2 separate regions of the Salmo salar genome follow, and region 2 is linked to region 1. The links are chromatin contacts, called in public Hi-C maps. All regions are on one chromosome and are shown on one strand. Each heading gives the region's core, a stretch centred on a gene start, on an enhancer-like site or on the middle of the called end of the contact. The rest is flanking DNA. Distances are from core to core; before and after follow the strand shown. Region 1 overlaps LOC106588196 (sodium bicarbonate cotransporter 3). Region 2 holds the start of LOC106588196 (sodium bicarbonate cotransporter 3).

Evidence for each region. A called contact is a pair of places that touch in the nucleus more often than the background predicts.
Region 2: a contact with region 1 is called in a Hi-C map of muscle, with 5 times the contacts expected there. The contact joins the promoter of LOC106588196 here to the enhancer-like site in region 1. A contact is called at or near these places in 2 of 3 Hi-C or Micro-C datasets (gill and muscle).

The regions. Positions count from the first base shown.
Region 1 is chrssa27:2,437,204-2,444,600 of Ssal_v3.1, forward strand. LOC106588196 (sodium bicarbonate cotransporter 3) reads right to left here. Exons shown (of 26, transcript XM_045709203.1): 5 at 6,782-6,942; 6 at 6,338-6,526. Among protein-coding and RNA genes, the nearest start is that of LOC106588142, 40 kb to the left of the region's middle. Within about 2 kb of position 2,693, at least 1 of the 13 cell types and tissues checked has an H3K27ac peak or open chromatin away from gene starts, as enhancers often do. A contact at or near this core is called in muscle, where this site is marked.
Region 2 is chrssa27:2,482,450-2,489,846 of Ssal_v3.1, forward strand. It overlaps LOC106588196 (sodium bicarbonate cotransporter 3), which reads right to left and starts at 4,045. Exons shown (of 26, transcript XM_045709203.1): 1 at 3,818-4,045. The coding sequence starts at 3,853.

The DNA of each region.
Region 1 (7,397 bases), core at 1,443-3,942:
GCTAATTGCTAATAACCCATCCACAACTGCCCGACTATGTGACAAAGTGAAAATCTGAGCCCCGCACCCAATCCTAATCCGCAAATATAGAACATGTGCTATAGGCTACAGTCAAAGACTGCAGAACGATTTTTTGACAGGCCTACAGGATTTTTTGTTGTTGCCTGTTTTAGATGTTTCTGCTTATAATTTCTGACATTTTGGTAGGCTATTTGTTAGTCAACTTGTCTATAATTAGATACATGTAGCTCCTCTTTTGTCATTATATGTTGCCCTAGAAGACTAAATAAACCCTTGCCCAACAGAATAACGTAATAGATCGATCGAAGAATTGATTCTTCAATCTAGTTGACATCGGTCAATTTTTCGGTCTTCTTTTGCGTAGCAAAGAAGTTTACTGCATGGCGAGAAAATAACGTTACAATAATGCAAATATTAAATAAAACAGGAAAGATTTTCTGTGCAAAATGTGCTAATGACGTCAGTTTGACCGGCTGCAAGGAAAAAGTGTCACTACTTCTTCCGAAGTCGATGCCCCTCCTTGTTCGGGTGGTGCTCGACGGTCGACGTCACCGGTCTTCTAGCCATCATTGATCCATTTTTCATTTTCCATTGGTTTTGTCTTGTCTTCCTACACACCTGTTTCCAATCCCATTCATTACATGTTGTGTATTTAACCCTGTTTCCCCTCATGTCCTTGTCAGTGATTGTTTGTTGTTATGTGCTCGTGTTTTTGGATTGGTGCGCAGCGGGTTATTGTACCCACGTTTATTTTATTATGTACTTTTTTTTTTTTTTAAACTACTCCAGTTACACCAAGTTTGTTTCTCCTGCGCCTGACTTCCCTGCCACCTACACACACGACGTGACAAAAATAAACTTGTTTCTGATGAGATTTCAGTTCGGCTTTGATGCATATTTTATGTGGTTGAAATACGAATCAGCTTTTATGATAAAGATGGCACCTTTACAGATGGTATCTAACTGAGCATTGTATTATCTCAAGTTGCAAAAAGAAATAAATCATATTTCTCCAATCCTGTTCCAAAATCCAAATTATTCCTACATTTGATGTATAATTTTACTGCAAGAAAAGCTTAATTCAGCACGAGTTATTATTAAGGCTATAGCCCTATTTACATGGGACTAGTATTACTAGAGAACGTTCTCTCTCTTTTTCCGGGATGATATTTCAACTTGTCCAGGCGATAACAGGATACACTAACTCGAGCTTGGTTCCCAAGTTTCTAAACTATACCAAACCATCTTTGGTAAAGTGTCGCCATCATTATTGAATTGAGGAAGTGTGATCATGATTTGCGCACGTTCAAGGCCTCCAGGACCAGAGTCAGCAAAGCAACCTCACAGCATTATCAAACCTCCCCATCTTTGATTGTAGTGAGGCTGTGCTTAATTTGTCAGTAAACACAGCGCTGATTTGTATTTCCAAAGAGCTCAAATTTTGTTTTATTGGTCCACAGAACATTGTCCCCGGGGTTTATGCTTGTTAAGGTGGGTTTATGAGAAGCTCAATCAGGCTTGTGTCTCCTTCAGCAGTGGGGTCTTCCTATGTTTACCAACGACCAATTTAAGCATTCAATAAAGAAAAGAACACTCTCCCCACAATCAAACACGGGGGAGGTTTGTTAATGCTGTGGTGTTGCCATGCTGCCTCTGGCACTGGGGGGCCTTGAATGTGTACAAGACAGCATGAAATCAGCAGATTATCAAGGTGTTTTGGAGTGCAATGTTTGTTGGCAGTTATCTTGGCCAAAGGCTGTGCAACCAAGTACTAGCTCCGGGGTGCCAACAATTTTGTGCATGCCAATTTAAGTTCACAAAAATACAATTTGTAAAAATGCATGAAATGAAATGTATGCATTCACTACTGTAAGTGGCTCTGGATAAGAGCGTCTGCTAAATGACTAAAATGTAAAATATTCTGCATTGTTGAAAATCCAATAACACAAGGTGTGGAGACCAAATGTTGTTTTCAATTTCAACTTATTTTATTTGAAATAGGGAATTATTTAAGAAAAGTGCAAGGCTGCCAATATATTTAGTCCGCAACTGTATATAAGCCTTGGTAGGAAGACTGATGATGCTCTGACTCCCCTGATGCTGATACAGTGTCGATTGCAGTTATAACTCTCAGGGTCAATTATGTTGTTAGCGGACACTAACGGTGAAGAATAGCCTAAAGTGACCCCAGGGCCTGATCAGGAATGAGCAGCTGCATTCATCGTGTGTGGGATGCAATGAAGGCATTTGACGCTATATTGAATCTACAATAACTCTCTATAGCCTGCCATTAGGGAGAGATGGTTTGCCAAGCAATTTTGTAAGTGAGATAGCTGGTTTGGGTGTTATAAGGTTAAGCCTAATAGTTCCTACAAATCATCTTACACTTCCTGTCTACGCAAGCATGGGATTCAAACTCAAATGAACGATACTCAGAACGAGGTGAAGTAAGTGTCTAGTATTTGGTTTCTTGGCAACTGTTGTCAAACATGGGATTCAAACTTCACTCAAGCGATACTCACAACGTGGTCAAGTACAGTATATAGTTTCTTGGCAAACGTTGTCTCCTAGACAGAAGTAATGGAAGATTACAGAACCACACTAGTACCTATAATAAGACAACGAGTTGCCCACCTTAAATCATGTTTCCCTCCTAACTAGAAGTCTCTAGTTCTCATGACCCAACCTTCCAGTTCAGCTCTCTTCTACACACACTGCTATAAATACAGGGGCTAAATACTATCCAGGTCCGGGAAGAACAAAAAGTCACTGTGGATGTCACTGGGACTGAGAAAGTTACGTGCCAACGTTAAAACCCTCCCACCCCAACCCCTCTCTATGGTTTTATATTTAGCATGCTGTTTGCACATGTACTGCAGGAGTCCCTTGCTAGACTCTTTAGGAGGAAAACGTCTGAGACGTGTATGTTTATACTCAGGAATTATGGAGGAGACGCCAAACGATGCTGCTCTGGAAAAAGACAAGATATTTGAAGTTGTTTAAGTCTGTCCTGGTTGTACAGTATATTCACAATGGGACAGTCATGGAGAGAAGTGACAGTAACTGGGAAAATAACCCATAATATGAGACCTGTCGACTCATCTATTACACTGTCTAGACTAAACAGGCCTCAAGGGATGGAAAACTTGCAGTCGATTAAACGCCTTCGGATTTTCATTTTAGGACTGAATGAATGAAAAAAGGTTTGCAATGAAAAAGTGTACAAAGAAATAATCACAGAACCAGAGTGAAACGTGAACTTTTTTCCTCACTGGCTCAAAATGGTGTAGTTAAAATGCATTGGGGTCATACAGGGCCTAAAGGTTGGCATGCTTTCTCTCTATGTTTAGCTAGTAATAGGCTACATTTGGTTATTATGGTATGTATTAAAAAGCTGTAGAATAGAATCTAGCAATATCATTATTTAGAATTGCATTGTATTAATTGCATTCACTTTTGTTTCTAAAGTATGTTATTTTGAGAAGATCTAAGAATAGGATGCTTCCCCATTACGACAACTGCCTTTCAAAAGAGAAGATATTAATCTGGTTAAAGTAGGCTAGCCAAGATGAATGCCAGGTGTCTTTTTATCAACAGTAGCCAGCATATTGCTAGTACTATATATTCACTATTAAAGGTTTACTTTTATAAATCAATTTTCCTAAAGGAAATGGATTGGTGAGCACTTCTTTCTATTCTGGACAGCTCACGTGTGCCGTGTGAACGCATCAACTTACAGTATGTACTGCTCGATAAGTTGTGACTCACGAGGAGCGTGGTTGAATGAATAGCCAATCATATTGCTCAAATACAAATAGCATGACTTTTCCATGTGTAGTCTTCAAATGGTTTTCAAGACACCGACAGAGCAGATAATCTTGGTTAACCCCAAATGAAAGTTTCATGTAGTCAGCTGCTCGATTCTGGGTCCATACGTGTTGAGAGAAGAGATGAAGCGATGCTAGAACGAGGAGCGGAACCAGAACGAGGAGCAGAACCCTCTCTCTTTGCAAGTTATGGGGTCGAAGATCCCCTCCCATTCCCGAAATTCGAAAGATGCTTACACCTGCGAAATCGTGATAAATCCAAATAACTAGTTACCAAAAAAACAAAAAAAACAGAACTACTGCTGCTCTCTATCCCACGCCTCCCATTCCTTCCCAAGAGATTCTACGGTACCAGTTATGTTTGCGTAGATATGTCCATGGGAGATTACACAGCAGGTAAATGTCGAACTGGAATGCCAAAATGCACTGCGAAGTTACTGGCCCAACACACGTTTTTACTGGCGGGCCATCGTTAATGTCGGACACTGCAGAACTATGGTATGGTAAATGATAAAACACATTTTCCATTCTCGAGAAGAGCCATGCACACACACTGAGCAAATAGAAGTGGAGAGACCAAGCCAAGCAAGGTGAGGGTAGTGTGGAAGGGCTGGATGAAGAAAGGTGGAGATAGAGAGAAAGGAATGTGAACAATAAATAGTCTAGGAATGGAGCGAGATATGAGAGAAAGGGAGAGTGCAGAAAGATGTTTGATAGAGAAACAGAGGTATGCAAGAATGGAATGAGGTAGAGGAAAACTGAGTGAGGTGGAGAGAGAGAGAGAGCTGTGTGAGGTCTTGTTGAGTCAATAGAGGGGTATAAAAAGTGAACATTGATGGGGGTTGATAATAGATTTATGGTAGGGTAGAGAAGGAGGGCACAGCCAGCATGCTGGTGCTAGTGTTCTCTGTTCAAGCCGTGACTCACACTGGCAGGCTACACAGATATTTGCCTTCTAAGGGCAGCTGCTGGAGCCCTCTAGTCTGCAGCGACGGTTGCCGAGCGGAATACGCCTCCTCATCCTTCGTAATGGCGGTGGGTGGCGACTCGTCGTCCTCAGGCGGTGACACCACCACCTCCGGGATGGCCTGGCGGACCGGGACGGGGCCAGAAGCGCGGGGAGGGTTTGGGGAGCGGCGGGGAGTAGGGGGCGTGTTCTGGGGGGTGGTGAGGGGCGAGGTTCCAGTTGAGTGCCCCCCGGCGGAGGTGGAGGAGGAGTTTGGCAGGAGGAGGTTGAGGAGGATGGAGACCCGGGACTCTCGCCTCTGGGACAGGTTGGAGACGGAGGCCCCCGGCTTCAGGGAGTGGCGGGAGCCGGAGAGGCCCTCCCCTGGAGTGGCGGGAAGACACAACAACAAAGAAGGGAGAGGAGGGAGAGAAGAAAGGGAGGAAAAAGAATAAGGATGGTAAAAGGAGAAACATATGAGGGAGGATTTCATCAGAGAGTTGGTTTTAGGGGTGCATTATCTGGGGGCAGAAGGAAGGTGGGGGGAGCTTGGGAGGAGTGTGGTTAGAGAGAGACAGAGGTGTCGAGAGGTTCTTGCAGGGGAAAGGTGAGCGAGGTGAGGTGTCCACACAGAACAATAAGCTTGTCCACTCACCAATCACACAGTGACATATATTGTACTAAGGGAGAGCATTTGGGTTAAGAGATGCTTGCAGGCAAGAGAAGAGGTATACATACAAACACAGAACCACAAATAAACAAGTTATATTTCATATCGGTCCACTTGTTTGGTATACATACAGTGCAAGCAAGCTATGCAATATATGACATGTCACACATATTTTATACCCAGGCAACATTGCATTTAATGCATTCAATAAAACAAAATGTGACAGTAGGACAGAGACCAGAGAGCATTGGAACTGTAGCATGAGCTAATTTTTTCATTCACATAAACAGTCACACACACCATCATCTGAGTACCCACCACAACCTGAGGTCATGCTCAATAAACGAAACACATCGAACTGCAAGAAGAGCATTACCCCAACCATTCCAACATGGAGTAGAAGCCATTGTTAATTCTCAGAAGCAAAACCCTGAGACAGACCAGCCACACATGCTCGCACCATCCGCACCCAGATTTCTCTTTCACAGTGGGGCGTAGTAGTTGTTTCTATGAGGCTTTTGTCCTCATTGTAGCATCTACTCACATCACTAATTTGACACCTCCTGAACAGCCATGGTGGATTTGGTCTTGTGTGGCTCAGTTGGTAAGACCACGGCGCTAGCAACGCCAGGTATGTGGGTTGGAATCCCACTGGGGCCACACACACTAAAATGTATGCACTCACTGTACTGTCAGTCACTTAATAAAATCGTCTGCTAATTAGCAAACATCACATACATGATTGTTGTGGTCATATGTACGAGACGCTGTCAGCTTTCCTTTTTTGGAATACCAAGGATTACAAAGATTATTTCAACCCCCTTCGAGGATGAGGAAAAAGAAATGGGGTGTGCTCGGCGCAGGGGATCTCACCATTTCTCTCAAGCAAGAACGGGTCTGAATGTTTCTTGCCTATGTCTGCGATTGATCGCACCAGCGGGATGCGGTTGCTGAGCTTCCTCTCGTTCTGGTGGTGGTGTCTCTTCAACATGGCCTCACGCACCTTCTGACGCAGCTCCTGCTTCAGCTGGCCAGACGCCACCATGCTGTCAATCAACATGTCTAGACACACATGTGAACACACACACAGACACGGGCGCATTGTATTGCCTTGTATTGTTGTTAATTTAGAGGTTTACACCACTGTACACTCACACTTGCAAACGAGCTTGCATACACACACACAAAGAGATCAATTCAATTTCACCTTATTCAACCAACTTTTTATCATTGTTTATCATTGTTTACCTCTGGTGCACACACAAATCTAGCTAATCCTATAGCATGCAAATGTGTACACACAAACGTCTTCTGTACCTGCAATCTCCTCGATACAGGTGGCCCTCATGTCCAGCATGACGGTGCCGTTGAGGATACAGCTCCTCAGCTCAAACAGGCTGTGTAGAGACAGGGTGGCCACGTAGGGCTTGCTCCAACGCTCCCCTCCATCTTCCACGTCCTCCTCAAACTTCAACCACCTACACAACACAACACACGCACACGAATATGGCTTCAATACTCATACTTCCATTTCCCAAACGCTGTCTAAGAACAACTGGAGCAGAAGACAGCCATTTTGCCTTGCCTTGAGGTGTTCACTTTTGAGAAGTAATGGAAAACGTTTGATTCCGTTTTTTAGGCTTTTAACTCATTTTTTAAGATCGGTAAATTGCTGTGTATTTGTGTCTGAGCCCGTGAGCGTAAGTAAGCTGACAATGTCTGGGATGGTGATGGTGCCATGGCTATGGAGGATGACTAAGATAGACTCACAGTCAGACCTGTAGGCAGTAGAGCTCTGTCAATCTTACCCATTAATCACACAAGACACGTAACCATTCCCCAACAGTCTAGCAGCAGTACAGTTTTGGCTTTTAAAAAGTTAGTTTCCCTGAATCTTTTACCACAGTCTAGGAGACTACTTCAAAACTAGTTA
Region 2 (7,397 bases), core at 2,795-5,294, 47 kb after region 1:
GCTCTAAATCACAAGTCTAGATTGATTGCCCTTATCATGCAGCCCTACGTGGCAGTGTGGAATTGATCTCAAATGAGTGCAGAAAATGTAGAAATTAAATTATTTTTGGTTGAATTGAACAGTATAAAACAATCAGAATGAATAAAGACCCATTGAAGTCACTTAGAATGTATGTACTTAGAATGTCCCCCAAAAAATGTAAATACTGTGATGTGATATTTTGGCCATATCACCCAGCCCTAGTTCAGGCTAGGCTCCTTAGTTCCAGTGAAGGGAAATCTTAACCCTACAGCATACATTCTAGATGATTCTGTGCTTCCAATTTTGTGGCAAGGGTTTGGGGAAAGCCCTTTCCTGTTTCAGGATGACAATGCCCCTATTCACAAAGCGAGGTCCATACAGAAATGGGTTGTCGAGATCGGTGTGGATTAACTAGACTGGCCTGCACAGAGTCCTGACCTCAACTCCATCTAACACCTTTGGGATGAATTGGAACACCGACTGCGAGCCAGGCCTAATCGCCCAACATCTGTGCCCAACCTCACTAATGCTCTTGTGGCTGAATGGAAGCAAGTCCCCGCAGCAATGTCCCAACATCTAGTGGAAAGCCTTCCCAGAAGAGTAGAGGCTGTTATAGCAGCAATTTAATGCAATATCATGCCTATTTGTATTTGTATTTATTATGGATCCCCATTAGTTTGCTGGGGTCCAGCAAAATTACGGCAGTTTATACAATTTAAAAACATTACAATACATTTCACAACACACTGTGTGCCCTCAGGCCCCTAGTCCACCACTACCACATATCTACACTACTAAATCCATGTGTATGCATAGTGAGTATGTTATTGTGTGTGTGTGGTGTGTGTGTGTGTGTATGCATGCGTCTGTGCTAATGTTTGTGTGGCTTCACAGTCCCCGCTGTTCCATAAGGTGTTTTTTAATCTGTTTTTAAATCTAATTTTACTGCTTGCATCAGGTACTTGATGTGAAATACAGTTCCAAGTAGTCATGGCTCTACTGTATGTAGTACTGTGTGCCTCCCGTAGTCTGTTCTGGACTTTTCTGGGCTGTGGCATGTCTTGTGGGGTATGCATGGGTGTCCGAGCTGTGCGCCAGTAGTTTAGATAGACAGTTTGTTGCATTCAACATGTCAATACCTCTCATAAATAAAAGTAGTGATGAAGTCAATTTCTCCTCCACTTTCAGCCAGGAGAGATTGACATGCATATTATTAATATCAGCTCTCTGTGTACATCCAAGGACCAGCCGTGCTGCCCTGTTCTGAGCCAATTGCTAAGTCCTTTTTTTGTGGCACCTAACCACACGACTGAACAGTAGTCAAGGTGCGACAAAACTAGGGCCTGTAGGACCTGCCTTGTTGATAGTATTGTTAAGAAGGCAAAGCATAACTTTATTATAGACAGACTTCTCCCCATCTTAGCTACTACTGCATCAATATGTTTTGACCCTGAAAGTTTACAATGTAGTGTTACTCCAAGCAGTTTAGTCATCTCAACTTGCTCAATTTCCACATTATTTATTACAAGATTTAGTTGAGGTTTAGGGTTTAGTGTGTTTTGTTCCAAATACAATGCTTTTAGTTTTAGAAATATTTAGGGCTAACTTATTCCTTGCCACCCACTCTGAAACTAACTGCAGCTCTTTGTTGAGTGTTGCAGTCATTTCAGTCACTGCAGTAGCTGACGTGTATAGTGTTGAGTCAGCCGCATACATAGAAACTCTGGCTTTACTCAGTCAGTGGCATGTCATTAGTAAAAATTTAAAAAAGCAAGGGGCCTAAACAGCTACCCTGGGGAATTCCTGATTCTAACTGGATTATATTTGATAAGCTTCCATTAAAGAACACTCTCTGTGTTCTGTTAGACAATAAACTCTTATCCACATTATAGCAGGGGGTGTAAAACCATAACACATACGTTTTTCCAGCAGTAGACTATGATCAATAATGTCAAAAGCTGCACTGAAGTCTAAAAAGACAGCCTCCACAACCGTGATATTGGAATGATATGTTCGACGAGCAGGTATCCACATACTTTTGGTCATGTAGTGTATGTCACAACAGTTATAAATATATGTGCTATGACAAGTTATGTCTGCTGTTATGATATATTATGACATGGTTATGACCGTGTCATAACGTATTATGATGCTGGATGTCAAGTAAAGTATTGCCTAATACTTTCGGAAGACACATTTCAGTTGAATGCATTTAGTACAATTGACTAGGTATCCCCCTTTCCCTTTCCCTGGTAATGTAGAATGTTAATTCAAATGATGTTTACTGATGTGGCTCATGCAATGGAACATATGTTTTGTAATGTCAGTTGAGTTTAATCAACAAATCACAGCAAATATTGATGGGTACACTTCCTGCCCACACTTCCTGCTTTGCTCCTATGGGTACACCCGCAATGGCCGCCAGTCCACCCATTATGACATTATTGACTTGAATGGGGACTATTCATTCTATTTCTATGGCAGCACATGGCAGCAAATGCAGTCAGGAGCTAAGGAGAGGAGAAAATGTGAGTCCCCCAAAAAATATTAAGGAGGCCGCGGTCATTTGGCTGTCCAATTACCGTAATCCAAAACTCCATGACCGTCACAACTCTATGTGTGTGTGTGTGTGTGTGTGTGTGTGTGTGTGTGTGTGTGTGTGTGTGCGCACACGCGTATAGTAGTCTATAAGCTATGTTTGCATTTGAGTTTGTGTGGAATAATTTAATCAATATGGTTTTGAGTTTGCTTATCATGTCAGACCAATGAACAGTGTGTGTGTGTGTGTGTGTGTGTGTGTGTGTGTGTGTGTGTGTGTGTAAAGGGTCAGTTACTGTATAGCCTATCTGTTAAAATGAGCACTTCCATGTTAAATGAAATTCACTGTGCATTGGACCCTGGTTTTTGTCACTGTGAATGTTAAATTAATCGTTGTGGGTGACTGGTTTAGTGTAGGAGTGATTTCAGAGCCAGCCAGGTTCTCTCTATTCCAGGATGTTGTTACTGGGCCTCGTTCCAGGCAGGGGAGGTGACGTAAGTGAGGAGTTGCATAGTTCTATAGACACGCCAGTCCCCTGAGTTGTATCTCCACTGTCACACACAGGCCAAACACAATACCAGAGCCAGCAGAAAATAGCATGCCCCCGCCCCCAGAAAATAGGCTAAAGCATAGGCTACACAGAAATGGAAACCATTTCCACTCGTCTCTATAACACATTTTCCTCTCCTTGTATGTACAACCTAGTAACCACAGGTGTCTACATATTCCCCCTTCCCTGTCATTCTCTTCTTATCTAGGCTATTTCAATACCCTATAATCTATTATTGTGACTGACATCAACTTCCATTCATTAGATAAACAAACATCCTATTCATAATCTATCAATTTTTATCAAAGGAGCATGCTCTGTTTTGTTTTGATTCAATTATCTCTAGTCCGCTGACACATTTTCCTCCTCTACTCCTCTCTCACCTTCCTCCTTCTCCCTCCCTTCTCTCTCTCTCCTGGTCTCTCTTTAATGCAGCCATATCTGTTCCTGTCTCATTTTCTCCCATTCCGGCTAGTGAAGAGTGGGAATGACCATTTCCTTTCTAAGAGACATGCAGGGACTCTCCCCTTGCCACATTATTGCCCTCTCTCTTCCCCTCTGAGATACATCCTATAGAACACCCTCTATTCTATTCTGCAACCACAACCACTATTCTATGGTACAGCAAGACAATGTCAGAGATGGAGAAGACACACACCCACACACACACAAAACCAAACATACTCATGTTATCAGAGCAGACCTACCGTCAGCACATGCTCCCCTTCACAGTTCCCCGCCATCTGGGCTAAAACATCAGTGGCAGCCGAGGCAGCTGTGGCGTTAGCCGGCTTCTTCTCTCTTATCTCCCGTGTGTGTCTGTGTGTGTGTGTGTTTCTGTGAGCGTGTGTCTGAGCTCCAACTGAGACACTAGAATACTGGGCTGCTCTTGCCTGCTCGTCTGTGTTTATTCTGAGTGAGAGAGCAGAGCACTGCCTGCCTTAAAACAGACCTGCTCCTCTCCGACAAACCCCTCCTTTCTCAGCAGCCAATCCCCCGCCACCATGAATATTTCATTTGCCCAGCCAAAAGCGCACGCAGGCGGGCATACACACAGAGAGGACATACACAGAGGACACACACACACACACATACCCCCCCCCCCACACACACACACACACCCACAGTGGCATTCAGGGCAAACACCCACACGCACACACATTTCTCACAGACATTACCCAGAGGGCGAGGAGAATTGAAAAGGACAGACAGAGATGTGTTCATTAAGTGTCTCTGCCTCCATTGATTCTGCTACATGCGTGATCATTATCACAGTCTCAAGGTCATGTACACATCTTTCAGCACCTTCTAATTCCATGGAGACTCATGACTCATGCGCTCAGAATAACCCATCCACAATCAGTTCCATAAGGTCGTAAAACATAGGACATATGGGGTGGTCAGTGTAACATCATGCTTATGCAATAGTAAGACAGAAAAGGGTCAATCAAGGGCTCTATATGTGTCCCAAATGACACCCTTATACCTACATAGGCCCTGTGGGCCCTGGTCAAAAGTAGTGCACTATATAGGGAATCAGGTGCCACTTGGGACTCACTCTAGGTCTACAACATGAGGAAACTGGTATTTCAAATAGACCTACACTACCTAAATCAAATCCATTTTACTCTTTCAGTCGCAAACACAGAAAGGTACAAGTCATTAATGACTAGAGACAGGACAAAGCCATACAGCTGATCATTGCCTCGCATTAAATACAGTTCCGTGGAAACTGAGGGGCAGGGTGACACCTAATGGCCGACTCTGAATCTCACACGGAGGCAAAGCAAGCCAGCTGACACACACACACACACACACACACACACACACACACACGCTGAAACAAACATGGGGGATTGTACATTCCTACAATTCATAAGAAAGCAAGGCAAGGCCAATTTGCTAATTTAGGATTTGAAGGTCAGGCTCCCTAATTAAGTTTTTGTACTGTGTAGGGCTGGGCGATATACCGTATTTGACTATATACCGCTATTGATGCACGGACCGGTTTGGGTTTTTACTTTACCTTCTATAACGGTATTTGTTTGGTTTGTTAAATGTGATACGCCGTGTGTAACGTCCATTTGTATAGTTTACTCCGCTACTTGAGTCATACCTCTCCGTTCTCTCTCTCTCTCTTGCCGCTTTCCACACAGACTTGGTCCCACCCCGTCACTCAAGGAGCACATTTGTTGTTGCTTGACCACGTGACACTTTCGTTCAGTCTGCATGGTCAATGCAGCACATGCAACAATGTTGATGACAACAATGTTATTTCCACGTTGATCTTAATATAAATCCACAAGCGTTCTATAATTACAATATTAGTTTGTCTTTCTTATATCTGCAAACAGCTTGTTTGTGTTTTCTTAGCAAGTTAACCACTAATGCTAATCGCTAGTTAGCTGGCTAGTACTGGGTCAGAGCAAACATAGCTAGCTAATACAGCCTGATACCAGTGCTGGTGGAGGCCTAAATCAGCATGTTGTTTATGGAACAGTATCTTCTAAATCAAAGAGGACTAGGCAAAGCATGAATATGTTGGCTACATGAATAAAGATTTAATGTAACCAAAGATTATACGGTCCCCTAGGAAACACTGAACATCACTTTGGTTCCTACCCTGTCACAATAACTCATCAATGGCATTTTCATACGTTGTCATGTCAAACAACACTATTCAAAGTGCCCACTATTATTTATATTCTATAGAATTAAAATAAACATAATATTTCCATGATTCCAAAAGTTCACCCAAGTGTTTTGATCTAAATTGCAATTGCAACATTTGGTTAAAAATATGGCCAAGGTTTTTTGCCCATATCGTAGCAGTCCGGAAATCAAATCAAAAGTTTATTTGTCACGTGCGCCGAATACAACAGGTGTAGACCTTACAGTGAAATGCTTACTTACAGGCTCTAACCAATAGTTCAAAAAAAGGTATTAAGTGAACAATAGGTAAGTAAAGAAATAAAAACTACAGTAAAAAGACAGTGAAAAACAGTAGCGAGGCTATATACAGTAGCGAGGCTATATACAGTAGCGAGGCTACATACAGACACCGGTTAGTCAGGCTGATTGAGGTAGTATGTACATGTAGATATGGTTAAAGTGACTATGCATATATGATGAACAGTGAGTGTCAGTAGTGTAAAGAGGGGTTGGCGGGTGGTGGGTGGCGGGACATAAAGCAGATAGCCCGGTTAGCCAATGTGCGGGAGCACTGGTTGGTTGGGCCAATTAAGGTAGTATGTACATATGTACATGAATGTATAGTTAAAGTGACTATGCATATATGATAAACAGAGAGTAGCAGCAGCGTAGAAGATGGGTTGGGGGGGGGGGTGGGGGCAACACACAATGCAAATAGTCTGGGTAGCCATTTGATTACCTATTCAGGAGTCTTATGGCTTGGGGGTAAAAACTGTTTTTTCAATACCTTTAGAACCGTTTGTACTCTATTATGTTCTAAACCATTTTAAAATGTGCCATTTTTGCTAAATCACAACAACGTGAGTGAGGAAATCAGATTACACTTCTCTTGGCATGAGGGTCAGATAGCCAACTAACTTCCTCCTTTTAGTTAGATAAGAGAGATGGAGAAGAAAAGGAGTGAAAATGGCTGATGATCTGGTGTCTAAACAAAATGCCACTGCCCCAATTTGGATACATTTCGGATATAGACCCAACGGGAAAGGGGAACCCAATGACTTAATTGAGGTAATTTGCTATATTTGCCTGAAAGCAATAACAGCAAAAGGCAATACATCAAATCTGCACTCCCACCTCAGGGTACACCACCCACTGACCTATACAAGGCTTGGGATCACGAGCGTTGGGGCAGGGCCTCTCTTCACTGCCGTCGCCAACCCTATCTACATCAAGGCCGATAGGACCTTTTTCGGTATATACACCTCAATATGTGCAATTTTTATTATTTGTTATATTTTGATTAGCTTTTTAACCTCTACAGGATTGGTGGGTCCCCCGCAGGACGGTTGAGCTAACGACGGCTAATGTGATTAGCATGAGGTTGTAAGTAACAAGAACATTTCCCAGGACATAGACATATCTGATACTGGCAGAAAGCTTACATGCTTGTTAATCTAACTGCACTGCCCAATTTACAGTAGCTATTAGAGTGAAATAATACCATGCTATTGTTTGAGGAGAGTGCACATTTATGAACTTGAAAATGTATTAATAAACCAATTGGACACATTTGGGCAGTCTTGATACAACATTTTGAACAGATATACAATGGTTCATTGGATCAGTCTAAACTAA